Linked DNA regions of Mus musculus: region 2 is linked to region 1. The links are chromatin contacts, called in public promoter capture Hi-C maps. All regions are on one chromosome and are shown on one strand. Each heading gives the region's core, a stretch centred on a gene start, on an enhancer-like site or on the middle of the called end of the contact. The rest is flanking DNA. Distances are from core to core; before and after follow the strand shown. Region 1 holds the start of Rpl10a (ribosomal protein L10A). Region 2 holds the start of Lhfpl5 (lipoma HMGIC fusion partner-like 5).

What was found. Capture Hi-C pulls out chosen DNA fragments and counts their contacts.
Region 2: a contact with region 1 is called in a promoter capture Hi-C map of liver. The contact joins the promoter of Lhfpl5 here to the promoter of Rpl10a in region 1. A contact is called at or near these places in 1 of 39 promoter capture datasets (macrophages), 1 of 484 Hi-C or Micro-C datasets (bone marrow-derived macrophages) and 4 of 9 other capture datasets (adipose tissue, liver, macrophages and 1 more).

Annotation. Positions count from the first base shown.
Region 1 is chr17:28,325,314-28,333,214 of GRCm38.p6, forward strand. Rpl10a (ribosomal protein L10A) reads left to right here and starts at 3,158. Exons shown (of 6, transcript NM_011287.2): 1 at 3,158-3,305; 2 at 3,498-3,572; 3 at 3,654-3,734; 4 at 4,061-4,209; 5 at 5,212-5,384; 6 at 5,517-5,720. The coding sequence starts at 3,301. The coding sequence ends at 5,687. It overlaps Fance (Fanconi anemia, complementation group E), which reads left to right. Exons shown (of 10, transcript NM_001163819.1): 10 at 839-1,261. The coding sequence ends at 940. It overlaps Tead3 (TEA domain family member 3), which reads right to left. Exons shown (of 13, transcript NM_011566.4): 11 at 7,879-7,901; 12 at 7,638-7,790; 13 at 6,358-7,520. The coding sequence ends at 7,407.
Region 2 is chr17:28,571,655-28,579,555 of GRCm38.p6, forward strand. It overlaps Lhfpl5 (lipoma HMGIC fusion partner-like 5), which reads left to right and starts at 4,065. Exons shown (of 4, transcript NM_026571.2): 1 at 4,065-4,758. The coding sequence starts at 4,347.

The DNA.
Region 1 (7,901 bases), core at 1,908-4,407:
ATCTTTGGTTGGCCTGATCTCTATGGAGACCAGGCTATCCTGAATGCTCTATGTTGACCTAGTTGGCCTCAAACTCAGAGACCATCCTGCCTTTGCCTCCTGTGGTGGGATTAAAGGCTGGGCCACTATGCTGGGCTCAGCTTGCTGATTTATACAATCCAGGGCCCCCTGGTCAGGGCTAGCACTGCCTGCTGTAGGCTGAGCACTCATATGTTATCCAGCGACACAAGAATGCCCCAGAGGCCACAGTGTGATGGCAATAGTTCCTCAGATGAGGCTCCGTCTTTACCCAGCCGTGTCAGGTTGACAGCCAAAATTGGCCATCGTGCAGGTAATTTGTTGACCCCATGATCCCAGGAGATGTGCTGTGCAGTTCTGGGGCCCCTGGCTTCTCCACAGACCTCTCTGGATCCCGGAAGACGGGCCGTCCTCCAGAGGCATCAGGACCTGCAGATGGGGAAAGACTTTGCCCCTGTCTTCTTTGAGGAGTGGGGGTTGGAGAATGGGGGTGGGTATCTGAGCCCCGTAGAGGGCATAGGAACAGGCCAGGGAGAGAGAGCAGTGTCTGAGGCATGCCCGGAAACCCCTCTCCTCCTCTGTAGCCTGGGAGGGTCACGGGTGCCTGGTCAGACACACCTGAAGCCCATCTATCAGTGGGGCCGGCTCTGAGCTCCACTGCTGATAGAACTCCAGGCCCTCCTGGCTCTTGCTCCACCGCAAGGGGCAGAAAGGTTTGGGTGCCCAGGAGCCTGTCCTCTATTCTGTCCTCTCTCCCCATAGCGTGTTGAGGAGACGTGAGACGGGCTGCTGCAGTCCTGACCTGACTCCTCCTCCCCAGATCACAGAGCAGCAGAGCCTGGACCTGGCTGTGGCCCTAGAGCCCAACGCCACCTTCCTGAAGAAGGCCCTGCAAGCAGCGCTGAGACATGTGACCCACTGACCATACACAAGGACACACCGCCCTGACTGCTTGTCTCAGAACACACAGCCATCTCAGGAGTCAGCTGCCTCTGCCCAACACCCCAGGCTCTGCAGGGGCCATATTGACTCCACAAGGAGCAGAGAGGAGGCCTTGGGTACCACTCCTGACAACATCAGGATACAGGGGCTGTGGAGGATGAGTGGGAGGTGGGCAGAAAAGCTGGCCTTTCAGTGTGAGCCTTTTGTGCTCAGGTATATGTTGTGACCTCCTCTGTTTTGTTTGTTTCTGAACTGAGTAATTTTGTAACAGTTTTAATAAAAAGAAGACAGTCCATCCAGGCTTGGTGGCTCAGCCCTGTCATCCCAGCCCTCAGGCAGAGCCAGGAGAATCAGGAATTCAAGGTCATCTTCAACCGCACAGGAGTTCAAGGCCAGCCTAAGCTATGTGAGAGAGACCCTGTCTCAAATAAGTTTGTGGGTGTGGCTGAGATGGCTGGAGGTGGGGGCAGGAGAGTCCCCCAAAGCTACAGGGCCAGCTTAGCCGGAGACAAAATGGAAGGCAGGGACTGGCACCTGAGGTTGACCTCTGACCCGTGTGTGTGTGTGTGTGTGTGTGTGTGTGTGTGTGTGTGTGTGTGTTGGCATGTTTGCAACCCAGAGTGCTCAAGCATGCACAGCACAAATGTGTACAAACATATGCATGTCAGATACAAAGAACTTCCAAACAAGCACTTGTATTCTTAGGCTACTTTCCCAGAACCCCCTTTACTCCCTCACCTGCCCCCACCCCTCCCATCACAGCAGGTCTGTCAGAGCTGCCTGATGAGTGTCAAGGACTACACTGAGGGCAAGGGTGGGCTTGGGACCCATAACTTTTGTTTTCATGCTGAGCCGGAGTCTTAGGCCTGCTAGAACTCTGAACTCTGTCTTCAGCTGCAGCAAAGGTTTGGACTGGGATCTGAGGGATGTCTAACCCACCATGGGCTGAAAAGACACAGGGTGCCTGCTGCAGACCTGTGTGACATCTGTATTTCCACAGCACCTCACTCAAAAAATATTTAGCACACAGCTGGGCACGGTGGCACACACCTTTAATCCTGGAACTCAGGAGATCGAGGCAGGCAGATCTCTAATTTCAAGGCCAGCCTGGTTTACAGAGCGAATTCCAAGAGAGTCGGGGCTATGCCAAGAAACAAAAATTTGCCAAACTGATGTGACTGAATTAGCCTGAGAAAGTTCATGACAGCATCCTCCTACCTTAGCCCTGCAGTGGGTGGGGAACTGAGGTTTCTGGGTGCTTCTGAGTCCCTGTTCCAGGGAGGCAAGGAGGTCAGTCCAGTGAGAAGGTCTGGCTTTTGAGAACAAGCTGAATCTGACTACAGAAGCAAGGGGAACAATGTCTAAGAGACAGACGTCAGCCGCTCACCATGTTGATGGCCTTTAGAGTGTGGATGGCACTTGCAGCTTCAACCTGCCTGCTCTGCTCTGACCCTGTGGGAACCTGCTTCATCCTGCCTGCTGTTTGCTGTGTGTGTGCTCAGGCGAGATGAGCTATTCGTAGGTCTGCTCCCTGGAAATGGTGGGTGCTGGCTACATCTGTGATTTGTTCCCAGAGAGGGTGACATGCCTCCAAATGAGTCACTCCAGATCTGGAGGCTCCCTGCAAACGCTCCTTGACCCGGCGCCTCTCTATTAACTGCGAAGACCGGGGTCAAGTAACAAGAACGACTTTGTTTGAAATGCCAACTAATTGAGACAGGACAGGGGCATTTGTCCAAAGTCCACCTTGCCCGGAGGCTGAATCAGGGGCGGTTTATACAGATGGCCAGGATAGACTGGTGGGCGCCTCCTCCCAGGTGGAGGCTTAGGCTTAAGCCAGGCACATCTGATCCTAATCTAGTCACAAGGCGCTTTCCCGTTCTGCAGATCTCAGCAAGGGTCATTTCCTCAAGCTATTCCTGTCATCCATGCCTCTGCCCACATGCGGTGGCCGGACCATTGCACAATGCACGGCTAGAGGGGGCGGCTGCCCAGTGGCTCTGCGGGGCTCATCACCAAATTAGGCGATGACGGAGACCGGTTCTGCCGGGGACTGGAAGTCATGGGGCAGGCAGAAGATAGAAAGCAGGGAGAAATCCAATCCCAGGGCCCGGCTTCAGCCCTTGTCCCAATGCAGGACTGCCTGCTGCTCCTAGAGCGGTTCTCACGGTGCAGCCGCGTGGTGGCGCCCCCCCAGCGGCCGCAAACTGCAGCGCCTCTCCGGCTTGGCTGAGCGCGGAACGTGCCCGTAACGGGCAACTCTCGCGAGAACGCGGGCTCTATTTGAGCGCATGCGCAAAGCGCTCTGCCTTCTTTCCGGTTTCCGCGGCAGCCGCAGCCATGAGGTAAGTTGTTATCGTGGCGCTATCCGCCGCCATCCGTGCACCCACACGCCCGCGGACGCCCCGCGGCCCGTCTCGGAGGCTCTCCCGGCGACTGCCCCGCGTCGCGAGCCTTTCCCCAGCGTGCCGTGGGCCTGTCATCGGGCCCGGGGTGCAGCATGGCCGGCCCCGAACGCCTTCGCTTCTCCCCAACAGCAGCAAAGTCTCACGCGACACCCTGTACGAGGCGGTGCGGGAAGTCCTGCACGGGAACCAGCGCAAGCGCCGCAAGTGAGCGCGGGCCTCCCTCCCGGGGCAGGGCGAGCATCCCCGGCCATGGCGACCCTGGCTCACAGCTCCCCTCTCGCTCAGGTTTCTGGAGACGGTGGAGCTGCAGATCAGCCTGAAGAACTACGACCCTCAGAAGGACAAACGTTTCTCGGGCACCGTCAGGTTGGCACCGCTCTAACCCCACCCAGCCCTCAGTGTTCCCGTGTGGCCTGGCCGCGCCCTAGGCGGGCACGGGGACACTGACGTGCCAGGGTAGTTCAGGAGCCCTGCTGCAGGCAGGCAGGCTGGACGGACCCCCACCCTGGGTCTTAAAACAAGAGGGGAGGCGTGGGGAGGCCTCGGCCGAGCCCGCCGCCTAGCCTGAGAAGCCAGGCTAGTGTTGCCCAGAGCTCCGGGTAAGGCTTGCCGCTCCCTGCCATGCGTTCAGATCTAGCGGGATGGCCAGCGCCGACCATGACCTGTTCTGTTTTCTCCCCTCCCAAACGCAGGCTCAAGTCCACCCCACGCCCCAAGTTCTCGGTGTGCGTTCTGGGGGACCAGCAGCACTGTGATGAAGCCAAGGCCGTGGATATCCCCCACATGGACATCGAGGCGCTCAAGAAGCTTAACAAAAACAAGAAGTTGGTCAAGAAGCTGGGTAGGTGGGGCTCACTAGGGCTGAACACAACCCATGACCCCCTGCCCAGGAGTGGCAGCACACATTGGGCTTCACAACCAGTTAGAAAATGCCCCACAGGCTGGTCTGATACTCCCCTCTCGCCAGTGTGTGCAGTTGACTCATAGCCAGCTATTGGTTTGGGTTTCAAGTCTTTTCAGTTAACAACCTATCGAGGGAGGGGTCACAAGTGTCTCCCACGTGTTAGCCTCCATGGTAGCCCCTGTCTCCGCATACATTTTGGGAATAGTTATCCACTGTGAGCTAGGCAGTTGTCATGCCTGCTTTTATAGATAGAAGGTTTCTCCATCTGTCTTAAGATTTGGAGTAATACTGAGTCTTACTGATGTTGCCAGCCTGGGGTCTAAGGTTATCCTCTAGAAGTGCTCAGGACTGTGCCCTGTCACTGAGCTGTGTTCTCAGGTGACATTATGGTTCCCAGGCCTGCTTGAGGCTTCTCAGATAGCTGGCCTTGGTCCACCTTTGACAGATAATGAGACAGCTTTTTTCTTAAGATTTTATTTTATGTATATGAGCAGGCTGATGAGAGCCTCAGATCCCATTACAGGTGGCTGTGAGCCACCATGTGGCTGCTGGAAATTGAACTCAGGACCTCTGGAAGGCAGCACTCTTAACTGCTGAGCCATCTCTCCAGTCCATAGTTTGAGGCAATTTAAATGCAGGCTTACAGTGAATCCAAGGGGTGGGGGCCATCACAGCCCCTCAGTTCTATGCAGCACACCAGGGATTGTGGGACATCCTGGTCTAAGACCTCTGTGAGGACTTGAGGGTGGAGCTACTCAGCAGTCATGGGTCTGAGGAGGCAACTTGGCCTTCTCGTTGTAAAGGATGGGTTGGTTGTTTAAAATGTTTTGTTTTGTTTTTTTTTTTTTTTGGTGGTTTTTGTTTGTTTGGTTGGTTTTTTTGGTTTTTTTGGTTTTTTTTTTTTTTTTTGGCTCAATCCTGAGTGTCTGTGTCTTCTAGCTAAGAAGTACGATGCCTTTTTGGCCTCTGAGTCTCTGATTAAGCAGATCCCACGTATCCTGGGCCCAGGCCTAAACAAGGCTGGCAAGTTCCCCTCCCTGCTGACACACAATGAAAACATGGTGGCCAAAGTGGATGAGGTGAAATCGACAATCAAGTTCCAGATGAAGAAGGTCAGTCTGGGCGGTGTGTGGTGGGGAAACCAGAAAGAGCTAGGTCTGGGTGCCTTAGCCCTGGGTTAAGCCTTTTCACTGGGGGAAAGGGTACATGCTAGCTTAGCCTGGTGACCTTTTCTGTCCATGCAGGTGCTGTGTTTGGCCGTCGCTGTTGGCCACGTGAAGATGACCGATGATGAGCTAGTCTACAACATTCATCTGGCTGTCAATTTCTTGGTGTCCTTGCTTAAGAAAAACTGGCAAAACGTGCGGGCTCTGTACATCAAGAGCACCATGGGCAAGCCCCAGCGTCTGTATTAGGATGCTCCAATAAACCTCACTGCTGCCACTCAGCCTTGGTGTGCCTGTGATTGGGGGCAGGGCATGTGAGGCCACTATCCCAAAGCTGGGAGAGGGGGTCTGTAGGGGTCTACAATGCTTCTCAGGTGGTGGGAGAGGTACCTCTAACCCCCTCGTGGGTAGAGAGTCCGGCTTTTCTAGGTGAAGTTCCCAAGCTAATTCCCCCGTGGTTTTGTTTGGGGCTGTAGCTGTTGTCAGGCCTTAGGGGAACACCCATAGTCTGCTCAGTAATGGCTTTAAGCCCTGGGCATAAGAGTTCCTGTCTGCTGCAGCTTCCAGGTAACACCCATCTTGGGCAGGCCCCTCAAAGCCAGGTGGGGACAGGGCTGAGGGAAACAAACCAGCAGATGTGAAGGCAGGTCAACCAGTGAATGTGTAAGGTGTCCATTTGAATCACCTTGTGAAGATAGCTCTCTGAGTACTGAAACTACCCCAGGCTTTGTGGGTGACAGAGGTCTCTTATCTAAAGACTTGCATGACCACCCAGCCTGGTCACCTGGCTGCAGCTAACCCCAGGACTCCCAAAGTTTGCTACTTAAGCCACTGTAGCTGTTTCTTGAAGCACTAAGGTGAGCTCTGGCCACAGGTGCGTGCCAGTGATGAGGGGTGGCAGTCATGTGTCAACACCTGTTTTTGACTAGGTAGGGTACAAGGTTGCATATGGCACAACTGTCTTGACCCAGAAACAGCTTTTTAATTTTTTTCTTTAAAGCAGGAGCCAGGCCTTGAGTGGCCCCTGCCTTGAGCCATTTATGATGTAGCCCATCACAGCTGGATTTTAAAAATACACAAAAATATATATATATAATACATGTTATAAAACCTACGTGGGGTTTGGAGGTGGCCTGAGCAATGGCGAAAACCTTCCGGAAGCTCGGGCTGGATTGGGGGCACAGTACTTCATTTGAAACTCATAAATACCCAGGTGACCTTGGGACCTGGATGTGGAGAAGGCAGAGGCAGCCTCCTGTTCCCTGCCACCTGTCTTCAGGACACAGAAGAGGGCGGGGGGGGGGGGGGGCGCTAGTGGCTGGTATGCTGGGGGGAACAGGAAATAGAGCCCTGTCTAGGCTTCAGCCCAGCAGAGCCCCTTCCCCGCCCCATAGGCAGCTCTGCTAGGGAGGTAGCTGAACCAGCCCCAGCTCCCTCCGTCCACTTCTGTGGGCCTCCATCTTGGCACATTGTCTGATATGGGAGACCCAAACTTGCTGGGTAAGGGACCTGGGAACAGACTGGTACCCAGAAGGTACAAAGAAGTGTGGGCCCTTCTCAACCTCCCCAACCTGACACCTTGTACCAGGGCCTCCTTGCAAGCTGCCTTTCCCCAGTCTCAATGCAACCCTCACCTGCCCAGCACATTCATTCCCCTAGGGGCCAGCAACCACACACTAAGCCCCAAGGTGTCCTCCATGGTACAATTCTGGTGTCACTTGAGGCCAGGTGGAGCCTGGTCATCTGTGGCTCAGTGCCCAAGCAAGCCACCCCACCGTGGAGCCCTCTTCTCTCCAGTAAAGCGCAGAACAGTGGCAGGGAGCATGTGTGCTGGAGCCAGGGAGGCAGCCTGGGTCCCAGCCTGAAACCCAGGGGGGCTGGGCTAGGTCCCCCAACCCACACGGGAAGACCAGGCAGGCAGGTGTGTGGAGGATGTCCGCCTTGCATCCTGTGGAGGTCGAGGGCTGGCTAGTCTTTGACAAGCTTGTAGACGTGGTGCTGCGCCCCATGCTCGCTGGTGGAGACTTCAAAGACAAAAGCAATGACCAGCAGGGTCTCCTGCGAGTCCCGACTTGTGACCACCTATGGGGCAGAGAGGAAGGGAATAGGACTCAGTAAGGGCGGGCAGCTGGGTGGACTGTACTCCTCCAGGCTAGCCCAGTTCTCCCGAGCCACGGGACAGTCTCGCCCTCGCCGCACCTGCAGGATGGTGAAGTTCTCCAGCACACTGTTCATCATGTACTTCTCGGGCAGATGCTTCAGTTTGTGGATGAAATTGATCATGTACTCGCACATGGGTGAGCGGTGGATGCGGTACACGAAGCGGCCGTTCTCCAGGCGGGCGTACTCGGTCTGCAGAGTGGGGCGAGAAGGAGGGTGACTGCGTGTCGTGTCATTGACCTGACTGTGCCCGACACTCACTCCCCAGGCCTCCACTCACCTCCACCTTCTCTACCACCTGCT
Region 2 (7,901 bases), core at 2,815-5,314, 250 kb after region 1:
CTTGCCCTGAGATTTCTAACTCTATGTAATAGATAGTAAAGCCTGATTTCTTTCACTATCTCTCTTACAATACTAGAGGCAATTCTGAATGTCACTGAATAGGCAACATTCTTACTGAATTCCAAGCCCAGGGTCTGCTCAAGGACTACCTAGGGTATTGGTGAAGGCCAGGAAGCAAAGTTCAATTTTGCTTAGGTATTTGGCAAGTCATTGCTTGGAGACATCTATAATAAAACAATACAGAAAGAAAGCACACAGATCCATTCGCAAGGACAAGTTTGGAGCATTCATAATACAGGATGCCACAGTTCTAGGAGACTACAGTTCCAAGAGACTAAGTTTCTGTGAACTTTTCACCTCGGGACTGCATCCAAGTTTTTGGTCCTGTCATGCAAGTCACTACTGGAGTGGGTGTGGCAACTTTCAAAGCCAAGTATGGTAGCACGTGACTACAGTTCTAGTGCAAAAGAGGTAGAGACTGGAGCATCTGGAGGTCAGGAGCATCTGGGAAATCAGGAGCATCTGGGAGGTCAGGAGAATCCTTAGTTGGGTGGAGAGTTTGAGCTCAGTCTGCATCCCCTGAGACCTATCTCAAAAGTAAAAAGTAGGGCTGGTGAGATGGCTCAGAGGTTAAGAGGTTAGCCCCGTTCGCCTTGGCCCAAAGATTTATTTATTATATTAAATAAGTACATTGCAGCTGTCTTCAGACACACCAGAAGAGGGCATCAGATCTCATTATGGGTGGTTGTGAGCCACCTTGTAGGTTGCTGGTACTTGAACTCAGGACCTTCAGAAGAGCAGCCAGTGCTCTTACCCGCTGAACCATCTCGCCAGCCCAAAATAAATAAATAAATAAATAAATCTTTAAAAAGTAAAAAGGTGGTGAGTGGTCCAGGAATCCCCGAAGTTGATTTCTGACCACACACGCATGCACACTGCTGGACACAGGCACATACCACACACGTTGGTCTGTTGGTTTTCCTGTTGGGTTTTGAGTTCTGGATCTCAGCAGGGGCACAAGGTTGGCTGGGTTGAGAGCCAGTAATGACTGCATCCGGCCTTGGTGGCTTCTTGTCATGAGTCTGTGTAAGCACAGGGTTGAAGGTCAGCTAGGGTGAAGAAGGCCAGCTAGCATCACTATCGGGCCCCTGGAACACACTGAACTGGGATCCACGTCCTCTCTGGTGGGGCCCTGATTCTCAGGTCTTTAGCTGCCTGCCAACCTCTGTCTAGCTGTCCCCCACTCACTGAGCCGTGCCCCCAGATCCCGCCTCTCCCTTTGGTAGCCCTCACATTCTTAGTGACATTTGTGTCCCCATGTGTGCCACTGGGCTCAGGGTGCGCTCAAGTGATGTAGGATCTCCTATTCAAACTGTCTAGGGGTAAGTGGAAATAAATATGGTTAAAAACACGAAAGAGAGACATTGTAAGTGGGCTGGAGAGACGGCTCAGTGGATGAGCACACTGGCTTTCTTCCAGAGGACTCAGGTTCTATACGCAGCACCCACGTGGTAGCTCACAGCCGTCTGTAATTCCAGCTCTAGAGTGCACAAACTATCTACATGCAGGCAACACCCACACACATTAAACAAAAATAAGAATATATATATATTTTTTTAAAGTACTCTTTTTTTACTTTATTTATGAAGACACTGTTGCTGTCTTCAGACACACCAGAAGAGGGAATCAGATCTCATGATAGATGGTTGTGAGCCACCATGTATGTGGTTGCTGGGATTTGAACTCAGGACCTTCGGAAGAGCAGTCAGTGCTCTTAACCATAGAGCCATTTCTCCAGCCCCAAGAAAATATTTTTTTAAAAGATTTATTTATTCATTATATGTAAGTACACTGTAGCTGTCTTCAGACACTCCAGAAGATGGGGCATCAGATCCCACTGTAGAACCACAATGTGGTTGCTGGGAATTGAACTCAGAATCTGTTGTAAGAGCAGCCAGTGCTCTCAACCTCTGAGCTATCTCTCCAGCCCTAGATGTTTCTTAATTAGATATTTCTGTAAAGACCACCTCCCAACCCCTGCCATGAGCCACCATGCACAGGTTCTGGGTTACTGGGTAGTTAGAGCATGTGTAATCGCACCCCTTATAATGCCTAACTTTTGGGGAGTCCTGAGTGGCATCCAGGTGGGGCCATAGGCAGCCGACACCTAAAAGATGGCCCCGTCTCCAGTACACCGTTGCTGTAAACAATACCACTGAGCAGGTGCTAGCCCGAATCTGGTGCTAACCCCTCCCGAGCAGGTGCATGCAAATTAAGGTGCCGGCAGACTGACCAATCCCAGGAGGACACATAAGCCCTCCCCAGTGCTGGGGTGTATATAAGCAGTCCTCCCTGGGTGCCTGGGGTTCCCGTAGCATCAAGGCGTTCCCGCAATAAAGCTGTTGAGAAGAATCAGACCGTGTTGCGTTTTCCTTGCCAGACGAGGTGGGTGCGACAGGGCCATGGTACCCCCCTCACACACTTGCTCTTGTTGCCAACTGTCTAAAGTAAGAGGGGTACCCAGTCACCGGTCCACAGAGATGCCAGGATGTTTATCTACTAATTACCTGCTGGCTCTCACCTCTGTTGTCTAAATTGAAACTCCATAGTTTAGTAATGTCTCATGGTAACCTAGGCTGGCCTTGAACATGGAATAAGCCTCCTGTTTTAGCTACACAAGTGTTGGAATGACAGATGTGAGTAGTCACGCCCACTCAATGTCCTGTCCTGTGCTGGTTTTTTGTTGTTGTTGTTGTTGTTGTTGTTTTTTTTAGACAGGGTTTCTCCGTATAGCCCTGGCTGTCCTGGAACTCGCTCTGTAGACCAGGCTGGCCTTGAACTCAGAAATCCTTCTGCCTCTGTCTCCTGAGTGCTGGGATTAAAGGCGTGTACCACCACTGCCTGGCCTCTCCTGTTTTTTGTTTGTTTTGCTTTGTTGTTGTTGCTGGTTGGTCGTTGGAAATTTTTGAGACTGTGTCTCAGGATATGGGACTATCTAGGACTATCTAGACTATCTCTGACTATCCTAGGACTTGATCTGTAGATCAGGCTGTGCTTGAACTCATAGAGATCTGCCTGCCTCTTCCTCTCAAGTGCTGAAATCAAAGGCTGCATGCACCACCATGCCTTTAAAGCCCAGTTTCCAGGTTGTTTTACCTGAGGCCTGGGGATTTGAACTTAGACCTTTAAACTTGAACGACAAATGTTTATTCGCTGAGCTATCTCCTAGGCTAAAGCCCTTGTCATATCTTATTTAGCTCCAGACTTCAGGGTTATAGAGGGTTTATTCTTTTATGTATACTTTACTGGATTGCCTTTTAGTACTTACACTAGCCATGCAGTTATCTAAAAAAATCTGGGTTTATATATGGGTTATTTCTTTGGCTTTTGAGACAATCTTATGTAGCCTCTCTTTATCCTGATCATCTTCCAATTTTTGAGTGCTGGGATTATTACAGGTGTGAGCCACTACATTCAGCGGAAAAACGAAATATTTTTTAAAAAGGAAATCTGCAATAAAAATGGAAACCAGAGGAGAAAGGCCGTGTGTTGGATACACTGACTGCTCCGTTGTGGTTTGGGAAAGGCTCTGGAGAATGAACTTTGGTATTCTTTATTACTGCGAGTGTTATTGCACTAGCTCAGGTCCTTGCTGACAGGATATTTCTCTAGCCTCCACTCTGGTCTCGGCGGTCATTGACTGGAAGACCAAGCCAAGACCCAGTCAAAACTTGCGGCCCTCGGGATGGAGCGGTGGTGCTGCTACGGCTGGTGGGAGGTGGAGGTCCCCGAAGGGTGACTAGGGGTGTAGAGGACAGGAAGCGGTTTTGCAGCTGGAATCAGCGGAAGGAACGTGACACACGGTCGGCCCCACCCTCTGGGAGGAAGAGAGGACCGGGGTCCCAGCTCCCTTCCCCTCCAAGTCGCCCCTCCAGGCTCTGCGCGGCCGCCGGCCACGCCCCTACCAGGCCACGCCCCCGAACTCTGGCGCTGGCCGCGGTGCTGAAACGCGTTTCGCAGAGCGGGCCGGGCGTGGCCTGTGAGGGCAAGCAGGAGGGGCGGGCAAAGCGGAGGCGCAGGCCCAGACCCTGGCCGACCTAGAGGAGGCGGCAGACTCGAGCCCATCCTGGTCAGAACGGGCACATTCATCTGGGAAGCATCTCTTGCGAAGACAAGGTTGACCTTGGCCTGCTGCACTCCCAACCTACTGGGGGGAATGTTTGCATGGCTCCCTGACCTCAGGCTGCTCCTCACACCAGGCTGAGGACTGACCCACGACTTCTGCTCCCTAGAGCTGTAGACCTGCACCCAGCCAGTGTCCCCGTCCTAGTCCAGCGGCCTTCGCCATGGTGAAGTTGCTGCCAGCCCAGGAGGCCGCCAAGATCTACCACACCAACTATGTGCGAAACTCGCGCGCTGTGGGAGTGATGTGGGGCACGCTCACTATCTGTTTCTCGGTGCTGGTCATGGCCCTCTTTATCCAGCCCTACTGGATAGGCGACAGTGTTAGCACACCACAGGCTGGTTACTTTGGCTTGTTCTCCTACTGCGTGGGCAACGTGCTGTCGTCGGAACTCATCTGCAAGGGGGGCCCTCTGGACTTCTCCTCCATCCCCTCCAGAGCCTTCAAGACTGCCATGTTCTTTGTGGCCTTGGCCATGTTCCTTATCATCGGCTCCATCATCTGCTTCAGCCTGTTCTTCGTCTGTAATACAGCCACGGTCTACAAGATTTGCGCCTGGATGCAGCTGGCTGCTGGTGAGCAGGGTTGCTGGGGTGTGGTGTGTGTGAGGGGGGATACTCAGGGTACAGCCATGGCTTTCCCATGAAGGGAAAGCTCTGAGCCTTCTCTTACTCAGTGTTCCACAAAAGATTCGGAATAGGGGCTCACACTATACTCAGAGTAGAGGCCAAGGCTATAGCAGACCAAATTATAGGTGGGAGCCATGAGACAAGAGGAGGGCTGTGAGTTCCAGGCCAGCCTGGGCTATATTGTGAGACCCTGTCTTGAGGAGAATCTGAGATTCTAAGAAAGAATGAGTCAGGGACTAGGAGATAGCTCAGCTGGTAAAGGTGCTTGCCACCAAGTCTGATAGCTTGAGTTCAGCATCCAGGACCCACATTCCATAAAGAACAGAGTCTGTCCAGTTGTTTATCTGATCTCCATGCGGCATGTGCCCATGAGCTCATACGTCACGTCACACACTCATGTACACACACAACTAAAAGTAAAAGAAAAGGGGGTATTCATAGGCAGAATGGATGCAGACTGTTGGGGTCCTCGCTGTAGAGCCCATGAGCCAGAGAGAAGTGACTTGGAGGGGGCACATAGCTCTGGGTGGATGCAGCCAGGTGTACCAACAACCAGAACACCGCACCACAGGCTTGCACACTCAGAGGGAAGAGGAAGGCTATTGCCACATGGCCTAGGATCCAACCCCAGGGCTATGGTGATGACTGTTCCCAGATCTCTGGCCTCACTCCCTGCCTCTTCCTCAGTTCCAACTGCTCTCGTGGAAGAGTCCGGGGTTTGGGGGTGCTGCTGTTACACTGTATCAGGTAGGCAGCTGCTTATGGGGTCCCAAGGCAAGGCATCTCCTGCCTGCTTTCCTGCTCCAGGCTCAGGTGGCCCTTTTGGTCCTTGGGACAGCTGATCTTGGTCTCCATTGGAGCTCAGGAAGAGACTGCCTAACACCTGTCAGCAGCCTTTGGTTTCTTAGTCCCTGACCTCCTACAGATGTCCATCAACAGCGGTGGGACTGGAGACAGGAGATCAACTGTCTAGACATCGTTGGGTAATGTAGCATTACCTTGGTGGGGGTCAGAGGGTGGTGACTAACAGGTGTCTGACTCTCAGGCAGGCAGAGCTGGAGGGGACCCCAGCTGTGGATGAGGAATTGGACTGACTGAGGGTAAGAGAATACCAGCTGGCAGATCAGAGCCTGGGACAATTAAGAGGTCCCTCCCACCCCCCCAAATTAGATGCAGTCCAAGAGCATTTTTATTGAGACCCATACTTTATAAGCATGATTCACAAAATATTTCATTTTCTGATGAAGCCTCATCACAACCCAGTAGTGAGGGTTCCTGCATTTGCAAAGTCCTGGTTCAGACGCTTTGGTGAGCAGTTAGCAAGCAAAGGCAGACCCGATTCTCAGTCTGACACCCCGGCCACTCACCTGGCCTGAGTTCCTCCCCAGAGGTCTGTTTCCAAGCCTTAGTGGGCAGGAGGGGACAACAGGCCATGATGATCATATCAGGAAGAGGCAGTGGAGATTGAGTCCAAAGAGTAGTGAGATGGCTGTGCTTGCCAGCTGTTCTTCCACCGCAGGGCTCGGGATGATGTGGAGACACACCATCCTTTCTTAGAGCTTTCTGCCCACCTCCAGCATCATCCAATAGGTGTGCTTGCTGAGCAGGCAATAGAAATGAGACCTGGGTGGAGGAACACCAGGCCATTTGAGCCAGACGCTATCTGGGTCACAGAGCCGGTAGCAGAGATGGCTAAGTGCCATCCCATGAAGCATTTATGTGGAGCAAAGAAAAAGGTGGTGCCATGTTCCACTCTGTGTCAGGGAGGAGAGGGCTGAACAGGTGTTTCTCATAGCCATCAACTGGGGGATTCATGTGTCAGCTCAAAAATTTCCACAAAGCCAGAGGATGGGGGTAGGAGAAGAGAACTGATGCCCCTGCAAAGGTGGCGGCACTCAGATGGAGCTCAGGGTGCAGGCTGAGCATGGGCTCAGTTGTTTTCCCTGAGTCTTGGTAACCTCCTGCCTTAGTGAGACTGTATTATTATCCAAATTCCCATACATGAAGGAGCCTAGACAACAGGCATTTCTTCATCTCTCATGGCTCTGGAGCCTGTGTAAGTGCGGTCAGGTGTTGGTACAGTGTGTTGTCAGTGAGGTCATCTTCCAGGCACAGGCTGCTGACTTCTTGTTCTGCCCACAAAAGATGGAAAAGGCAAGAAGTCTCTCCAGGTTCCCTTCTGTAAGTGTGCTAATCCTGTGTACGTGGGCTCCATCTCCTGAGCTAATTACTTCCTGTCTTAGTTAGGGTTTACTGCTGTGAACAGGCACTATGACCAAGGCAACTCTTATAAGGATACTATTTAATTGAGGTTGGCTTACAGGTTTAGAGGTTCAGTCCATTATCATCAGGGCGGGAGCATGGCAACATCCAGGCAGGCATGGTGCAGGAGGAGCTGAGAGTTCTACATCTTTATCTGAAGGATTATAGGAGAAGACTGGCTTCCAGGCAGCTAGGATGAGGGTCTTAAAGCCCACATCCATAGTGACACATGTCCTCCAACAAGACCACACCCACTCCAATTAAGGCCACACTCACTCCAACAAGGCCATACCTCCAAATAGTGCCACTCCCTGGGCCAGGCATATTCAAACAAACCAGCACTCTTCCCAAAGCCCCGCCTTCTGACACCATCACTCTAAGGGCTAAAACTTGAGCATACAGCTTTTGGGGGATTCAAATCATTCAGCACAATACATATCATCTGTAGCATGTAGTACCCCATTCCTCGGGGAACCTGTGAGGAGGGGATGGTACTCTGCATGAAAAATATCGTATAAGTACTTGACAAACATGGGACCCACAGGCAGGGAGAAACAAGAACTTGGAACTGCAGTGACCCGAAGCACAGCTCACTCGTTCTCCTTTTGTGCCCTCTGGCATCACTGAGGCCTCTGCTTCCCCCAGTCTGGGTTGTTTTTGCTGTCATTACTGCAGAGGGAAAGAGCGTGGAAGGTTCCTGAGGAAAGTGAGAAGCTGGGGGTTGGACTGGGCCCTGTGTTCATTAGGTCAAAGGTCCTGAATCGTAGCGTGTGCTGCGATGATGCTGGTCAGAACTACCACCTGCCTCCCACACTCCACGTTATCTC